Linked DNA regions of Ovis aries: region 1 is linked to region 2. Evidence: chromatin contacts called from public Hi-C data. All regions are on one chromosome and are shown on one strand. The core of a region is the stretch at or near the end of the contact, and the rest is flanking DNA. Distances in the headings are between cores, read along the strand shown. Region 1 overlaps GIGYF2 (GRB10 interacting GYF protein 2). Region 2 holds the start of ATG16L1 (autophagy related 16 like 1).

Evidence for each region. A called contact is a pair of places that touch in the nucleus more often than the background predicts.
Region 1: a Hi-C map of tail adipose tissue shows a contact between it and region 2, with 5 times the contacts expected there. The contact joins the enhancer-like site here to the promoter of ATG16L1 in region 2. A contact is called at or near these places in 4 of 16 Hi-C or Micro-C datasets (blood, hypothalamus and tail adipose tissue).

Annotation. Positions count from the first base shown.
Region 1 is chr1:8,160,455-8,164,211 of ARS-UI_Ramb_v3.0, reverse strand. It overlaps GIGYF2 (GRB10 interacting GYF protein 2), which reads left to right. Exons shown (of 28, transcript XM_060399252.1): 14 at 1-156; 15 at 3,384-3,475. Among named protein-coding and RNA genes, the nearest start is that of KCNJ13, 30 kb to the left of the region's middle. Within about 2 kb of position 1,746, at least 1 of the 54 cell types and tissues checked has an H3K27ac peak or open chromatin away from gene starts, as enhancers often do. A contact at or near this core is called in tail adipose tissue, where this site is marked.
Region 2 is chr1:7,729,079-7,732,517 of ARS-UI_Ramb_v3.0, reverse strand. ATG16L1 (autophagy related 16 like 1) reads left to right here and starts at 2,113. Exons shown (of 17, transcript XM_027967482.3): 1 at 2,113-2,389. The coding sequence starts at 2,275. It overlaps LOC121818846 (a long non-coding RNA gene), which reads right to left and starts at 1,996. Exons shown (of 3, transcript XR_009596487.1): 1 at 1,419-1,996.

The sequences.
Region 1 (3,757 bases), core at 497-2,996, 430 kb before region 2:
AATCAGGAGATGGCAGAATGGTTTCAGGCTGGCTATTTCACTATGTCTTTGTTGGTAAAGAGAGCATGTGATGAAAGCTTCCAGCCTCTTGGTGATATCATGAAAATGTGGGGAAGGGTTCCTTTCTCTCCCGGACCAGCTCCCCCTCCACATATGGTAAGTAACTTATGCCTCACTCGGAACACAGTAGACCCAGAAGCACTTGCTCTAGATGTTACGTCTCTTGAAGAAGAAACTGTAGTTCCTTGAAAGTAATTGACCAGATGACGATGGGAAGTCTGACTCAGCCTACATATGTAGCTATAATGATCTTTTAAAACTCAGATGTCTGTGCCTGTCCTCCTCTTCCTTTCTGTCTCTCTCTCAACACACTCACACATACCCCACACTCATTCTAAAATAATAGAATCCTCCACTAGCTTTATCAGTTCAGTTCAGTCACTCAGTCGTGTCCGACTCTTTGTGACCCCAGGAATTGCAGCACGCCAGGCCTCCCTGTCCATCACCAACTCCTGGAGTTCACCCAAACTCATGTCCATCGAGTCAGTGATGCCATCCAGCCATCTCATCCTCTATCGGCCCCTTCTCCTCCTGCCCCCAATCCCTCCCAGCATCAGAGTCTTTTCCAATGAGTCAACTCTTCACATGAGGTGGCCAAAGTGTTGGAGTTTCAGCTTTAGCATCAGTCCTTCCAATGAACACTCAGGACTGATCTCCTTTAGAATGAACTGGTTGGATCTCCTTGCAGTCCAAGGGACTCTCAAGAGTCTTCTCCAACACCACAGTTCAAAAGCATCAATTCTTCGGCACTCAGCTTTCTTCCCAGTCCAACTCTCACATCCATACAGGACCACTGGAAAAACCATAGCCTTGACTAGACAGACCTTTGTTGGCAAAGTAATGTCTCTGCTTTTGAATATGCTATTTAGGTTAGTCATAACTTTCCTTCCAAGGAGTAAGCGTCTTTTAATTTCATGGCTGCAGTCACCATCTGCAGTGATTTTGGAGCCCTCCAAAATAAAGTCTGACACTGTTTCCACTGTTAGCATGTGCTAAAGGAAGAATATTTTGTCTTGGCCTCCCTACCAGTTCATGCATGTTTAGGCTCCTTACCTTTCCAAGTTCATTTCAGAGCTTTTACCTTTATCTACTGTGCTTCAACACAACTGACTTAGAGTTTCTCATTGCTTCTAGTTAGAAGGCCCATTCTCCCCTCCATTTATTTACCTTTTTAAAAAATACGTGCCTCTTTGCAACCCCATGGCCTGTAGCCCGCCATGCTCTGCTGTCCATGGGATTCTCCATGGACAGAGTGGATTGAATACCGGAGTGGCTTGCCGTTTCTTTCTGCAGGGGATCTTCACAACCCAGGGATCCAACCCCAGTCTCCTGCATTTTAGGCAGATTCTTTACCATCTAAGCCCCCAGGGAAGCCCTTTTAAAATATGTTACTGATATTTAACTAAAAATTGGATCATAATGTAACCCTTTTAGTATGCTGAGGCTGGAGACCTTTGAAGGGGAAGTCTTTTTTGCAGCTGCTGCTGGGCCTCTGCCTGTTGAGTTCCTTTGGATCTGTGCCTCACTTTTCCATTTTCCAGGTTGGAGTGTCTGATTGCTGGCCATAGTCTTAAGTGAACATAGTCAGAAATCTTTAGTCTGAACACTGGATTTCTACAGTAAGACCCATGGATTTATTCACCAATTATGTAATTGAGGATCTGTGCCAGGGCTGTGTTAGGTTCTTATGAGAGAAAGATGAGTGAGTCATTTGCAGCATCTGTAGCCAAGAGAGTTCATAAGTGAGAACAGTGGCTGTCACATTGTTTTGACCGTAGCAGATAGTAAAAAAACAGAAGACTTTCGTATTACTGCTTCATATATTCATTAACTTGCGGATGTATCTGAAGTAAGTTTCATGAAACATTTGGTGCCGTGTACATATATTCTTTCTGTTTCTTCTCCCCCCCCCCCCAGTATGTAAATGTTTATCTTGACCCAATAATTAATTTCACTGTCCACTGATGGGTTGAGACCTCCTATAGTTTGCAGAGCAATGAAGAGTCCTAGGGAATTACCCTGACATTTCTGTTGTAAATCCAGAAAAAATTCTTATATGATTGTATGTAAATTGTACTTTTACCATCTACTCAGAAATTGGGATGCGTTTTTATCTGGCACGTTTGAGAGCTGACAGCTGGCCTCTTGGATCTTGGCGTGCTAGCTCTAATCCATTTCCTAACTCCCAGTTATAGGGGATGAGCCTCAGTCAGACCCAACTAAGGGGAAAGACTGTGGGAAGCTCTGCTTCCTGTCAGGTATTGCCTTTGCCCTTAAGTTAATTGTCGACTAACCTACTGTAGCTTTTATCCATGAATAGTTAAATGAGAAAGAAAAATGTCCTTGAGTTTCAGGTGAACCTCACTCAAAGGAGTCATACATCAAATGTGTTTTTCTGGACTGTAATCAGTGTGCAGTAAAGATATAAACCGTTCATTAATGATTTGTCTTAATTTTAGTCTGTGTCACCCTTATGCTTTAATTTCTATCTTATATTTCACCTTTCATTTTTCCCCTACTTTTGTCTTCCACAATTTAAATTCCATCCATGTTATTTTATATATAAGCTAAAAAAGTTTTTTCTACCCCTTACTTTTAAACTTGTGATGTATTAAAAGCAATAGAAGCACCTCTAATTTTTGGATAGAGAGTTAAACAGTTGTGAAAGCTCTTTTATATTCCATTTAATTTTAAATGTCTCATCCTCTTTAAGAAGACATACGTTGGCTCCCTGTATTTGTTAGTGCTACTGTAAAATTCTTACCATAGCATTTAATTTTACTCCATTCTGTTTTGTCCTGCTTCTCTAGTTTTTACATAATCTCCAAGTTTATAAATCACTTCTAAGATTCAGAGAACGGATTTTTTTTAAATTATTTGTTTGGCCGTGCCAGTCTTAATTGTGGCACTCAGGATCTTCAGTTGCAGCATGTGGGATATAATTCCCTAACCAGGGATCAAACGCTGGTCTCCTGCCTTGGAACGTGGAGTCTTAGCCACTGGACCACCAGGGAGGTCCCTGGTTATTTTTTAGTTATAGTATGAACTCTGGATTACAGAAAAATGTTCAGCCTCAAGGGCTAGAGAGAAGAAGAGCTAAAATAGGGACCCTTTTCCCACCTCGGGGAATCTCTTGAAGTGCCAACACCACCTTCTTCCACTAGATGGCACTGCTTCGTTTCTAAAGGTGCCTGACTTTTTTTTTTTTTAATAGTTAAGTGGGGCAAAAGAAGTCTAGGAGTACTGAATGTAAGTACTAAATGGCTTTTAGGCTCTTTCAGTTTATTTACTGGTATTTCTTTCCTCCACCCCTTCGTTCCCAGGGAGAGCTGGACCAGGAACGACTGACCCGGCAGCAGGAACTCACAGCCTTGTACCAGATGCAGCACCTTCAGTATCAGCAGTTCCTCATACAGTAAGAGCAGTAATGTGGTAGGCTGCCCTGTAGCGCCAAAGGGCCTTCAGATGCAATATGCTCCCAAATTTCATCTTTCCAGCAGAAATCTAAGTGTATGGGATACTTCAATCATCCAGCTAGTGGCATAGTGCCACTATACATCCTAAGTTTGGTCTTAGCTTGTTTCTTGAATATTGGAAGTTTGCAGAAGGTGACACGTAACTAATTTTGCAATGTATTTAACTGCTAAAGCAAGAATCAGTGATTTTAAAAATTAATTGCCCTCTGGATGGCTCAGCT
Region 2 (3,439 bases), core at 864-3,363:
CAGGGGCTGGCATTGAGTGACCAGGCAAGAAGAGTTACTGACTGGAGGAGGGAAGATGGTAGAACTGAAGGGTCACCAGCAACAGGAGGTGGAAGGCAAGTTGCAGCGTCACTCACGCCTGACGTTGATGGAACACACATTCGCATCTTTGAAAGTTCGAAATGTGGTGGTTTGTATGTAGGGAACTTATTAATGCTTTTATTATAAACTTTTTTTGAACAATAAATATACAGTAATTTTACTCTCATTGGTGGAAATTAGGACTTCCCTGGTGGCTCAGGTGGTAAAGCGTCTGCCTACAATGTGGGAGACCTGGGTTTGATTCCTGGGTTGGGAAGATTCCCTGGAGAAGGAAATGGCAATACACTCCAGTACTCCTGCCTGGAAAATCCTATGGATGGAGGAGCATGGTAGGCTACAGTCCACGGGGTCACAAAGAGTTGGACACAACGGAGCAACTTCACTTTCTTTCTTTCTTTCTGGTGGAAATACAGGTTTTCTTCCCCCAACTTTCCATTCTTATTAACAATGCTGATGGCTTCCTCTTTGTGGTCATTTGTCCAAGCATCTGTTGGATACATTCCTGTAAGGGGAATTGCTGTTCCTGCAAATTCGTTAACCTGTTTTAATCACAATCTTGTGTGTTGGGGGGTGGGGGCGGGGTGGAAATCAGCATACTCAGCTGTCTAGAGCTGAGACTAGGCTCTTTTGAGATTGGTACCACTGTTACACATAGAGGCATTTTTGGTGACTTTCAGAACCTGCTTCTTCATTTGCTTCAGTGTTAGGAAGTCCCTGCTATTTCTGATCCCCATGGGTTTTTCCCACTCAGTACTGGCTGCCAACGAAATATCTTTGTGGCTCTAGAACTTTAACTGCCCTACTCCTGAGCGCCACAGGAGATCAAAGGCTTTTTTATCTGCTTGTGAAGCATCTTCCTCTGAACTTTGTGACAAAGAGAAGGCAGTTTCTGACATTGCTTTCCTCTCCGCTGCCTCCTACTTCATCCAGTTCCAGTCCAGGTAATAAATTCACTGACTTGCTAAAGGCAGATGGAGCTCAGGTTTCTACTACAGACTAGGTATTCCATTCTACTTAGCTGACACATACCATATTCTCCTGAGACATCCATCTCCCATTTTTGTCTAAAGGCAAATCGTCTTTTTTTTTCTTTCAAAATCCTGCTTGTATCCCCACCCTTAAAATACCTTCTAAGGACCCATTTACTTTTAGGTCGTAGACAATTTCTAGGCTTCTAACGATTATTCACATTTTCTTTACTTGTTCTTTGCAATCCATTTCTTCATTGCAAAAAAAAACAAGTCTTTTTCAAGACTAATGCGATGCTCTTGCTAAAGCAACCAAACTTTGATTAAGACTTAGAAAGAAACGGAGTAACTAGGTAAAGTTAAGCTTACCATGCACAGGCAGTGTGAACTGCATTATATCGGTGCTACTTTTAATCCTCACGGCAATCCTGTGAGGTAGGTATCATTCCTTCCCCGTTTAGGGGCCGTCCCCATTTCACCTGGGCTTCTCACGTGGCGCTAGAACCCGCCTGCCAATGCAGCAGATTTAAGAGATGCAGGTTTGATCCCTGGGTTGGGAAGATGCCCTGGAGGAGGAAATGGCAACCCACTCCAGTATTCTTGCCTGGAGAATCCCATAGACAGAGGAGCCTGGCGGGCCATAGTCCATAGGGTCGCCGAGACTGCAACACAACTGAAGAGCTTTAGAGCGCGCGCAATTTTACAGATTAGGAAGCTGAGGCTTAGGAAGGTTGTCACTTATCCTTGATCACACAGTTACCACGTGGGGAGTTTACTTATGCTCAGTAAACTGACCTGAAGTAAACAGGAAAAGCAAGCAAAGGGGACAGCAGGTGGGCGGAAGCCGCCCTTTCACCGCTTCCTTCCCCAACCCCTGGACCAAACCTCCAAAGTGTCCCGCACGCCTCCCAGCGGCCACATCTCTGCCACAGGCACTTCCGGTATCGGGATGATGTCATCAGCCAGCGCCTCAAGTCAGCGCCGGACGCCGGCGTGCGCGTGGCGCGAGACGTCGGATGAGAAGGCGGGCTTTCCGGCTCGGTTCAAAGCTATTTCCGTCAGGAGCCGGAAGTCCGTCCCGGATGGCTTCGGGGGTGGCCTCTGCGTGGAGCTGATCGCAGGGGCCGCTGGCCTTCCCGCGCACGCTGGTTCCCTCATGGTGCGGGCCGCGGCCGCCAGTCTGCGTTCGGATCGGCGGCGCTGACGCGCCGGGGCAGCACGCGACATGTCGTCGGGCCTCCGCGCCGCCGTCTTCCCGCGTTGGAAGCGCCACATCTCGGAGGAGCTGAGGCGCCGGGACCGGCTGCAGAGGCAGGCGTTCGAGGAGATCATCCTGCAGTGTGAGCGGCGGGCGGGCCCGGAGGGCGGGCAGGCCCCGGGGGCGGGCGGGCGGACCCCGCCGAGGCACGCGGGGCCGCCAACAGGAACCCCAGGCAGAGCCCCGGCGCCTCTCGAGCGCCTCGCTGCCGCCCCGGGTTCCCAACGCCTGGCACAGCCCCATGCCTTTTGTATCTTTTCCTCTTTTCCGTTTATCCTTGGGTGTGACTGTGGAGGGTTTCCCTGCAAGCTTTGGATTTTCTTCGTGGGCAGGCGCCGTGCACGTTTGTATGTGTAAATCCCAGCTGCTCCGCACACAATGCTTGTGTAATTAAATAGGCAGCTTCCAGAAACGGGCTATTTCGGGCATCGTGTTACTGAAACGGGCACTGACTTGAAGCATTAGCGTAGTGTTCTGAGTATCACGAAGTGTTTGCCTTTCATTTCTCAAGACCTGTCCTCACACTCCGCCTTGGTGTTCTTTGTGACACATCCTGAGTCTTAACTCACTTTTTAGTTGGGACTTAGTAGGCTTTACTGTTACTGAAAACTTGGATATGAAAAAGGTGGCCCACACCCACCGCCACCGCAGCAATTTGAGTACAAAAATGTTTGTGCCCTTCAGTTCAGCTCAGTCATGTCCTAATCTCTGTGACCCCATAGACTGCAGCTTCCCTGTCCATCACCATCTCCCAGAGCTTGCTCAAACTCATGTCCATTGAGTCAGCGATACCATCCAACCATCTCATCCTCTCTTCTCCTTCTCCTCCTGCCTTCAATCTTTCCCAGCATCAGGGTCTTTTCCAGTGAGTCAGTTCTTTGCATCAGGTGGCCAAAGTGGAGTTTCAGCTTCAGCATCAGCACTTCTAATGAATATTCAGGACTGATTTCCTTTAGGATGGACTGGTTGTGCCCTTAGATGCCTTCTAATGAGCATTTGCTTACCTCGCCCCTCATTTTACCCTAACTGATGACAAATCTGGGGGGAGAAATGGGCACTCTTGGAACCTCTGGTTCCAGGTCTGCCCCTTGAAATATGCCTTTTAGGTCTCAAATTCTGTTGATGATGAGAT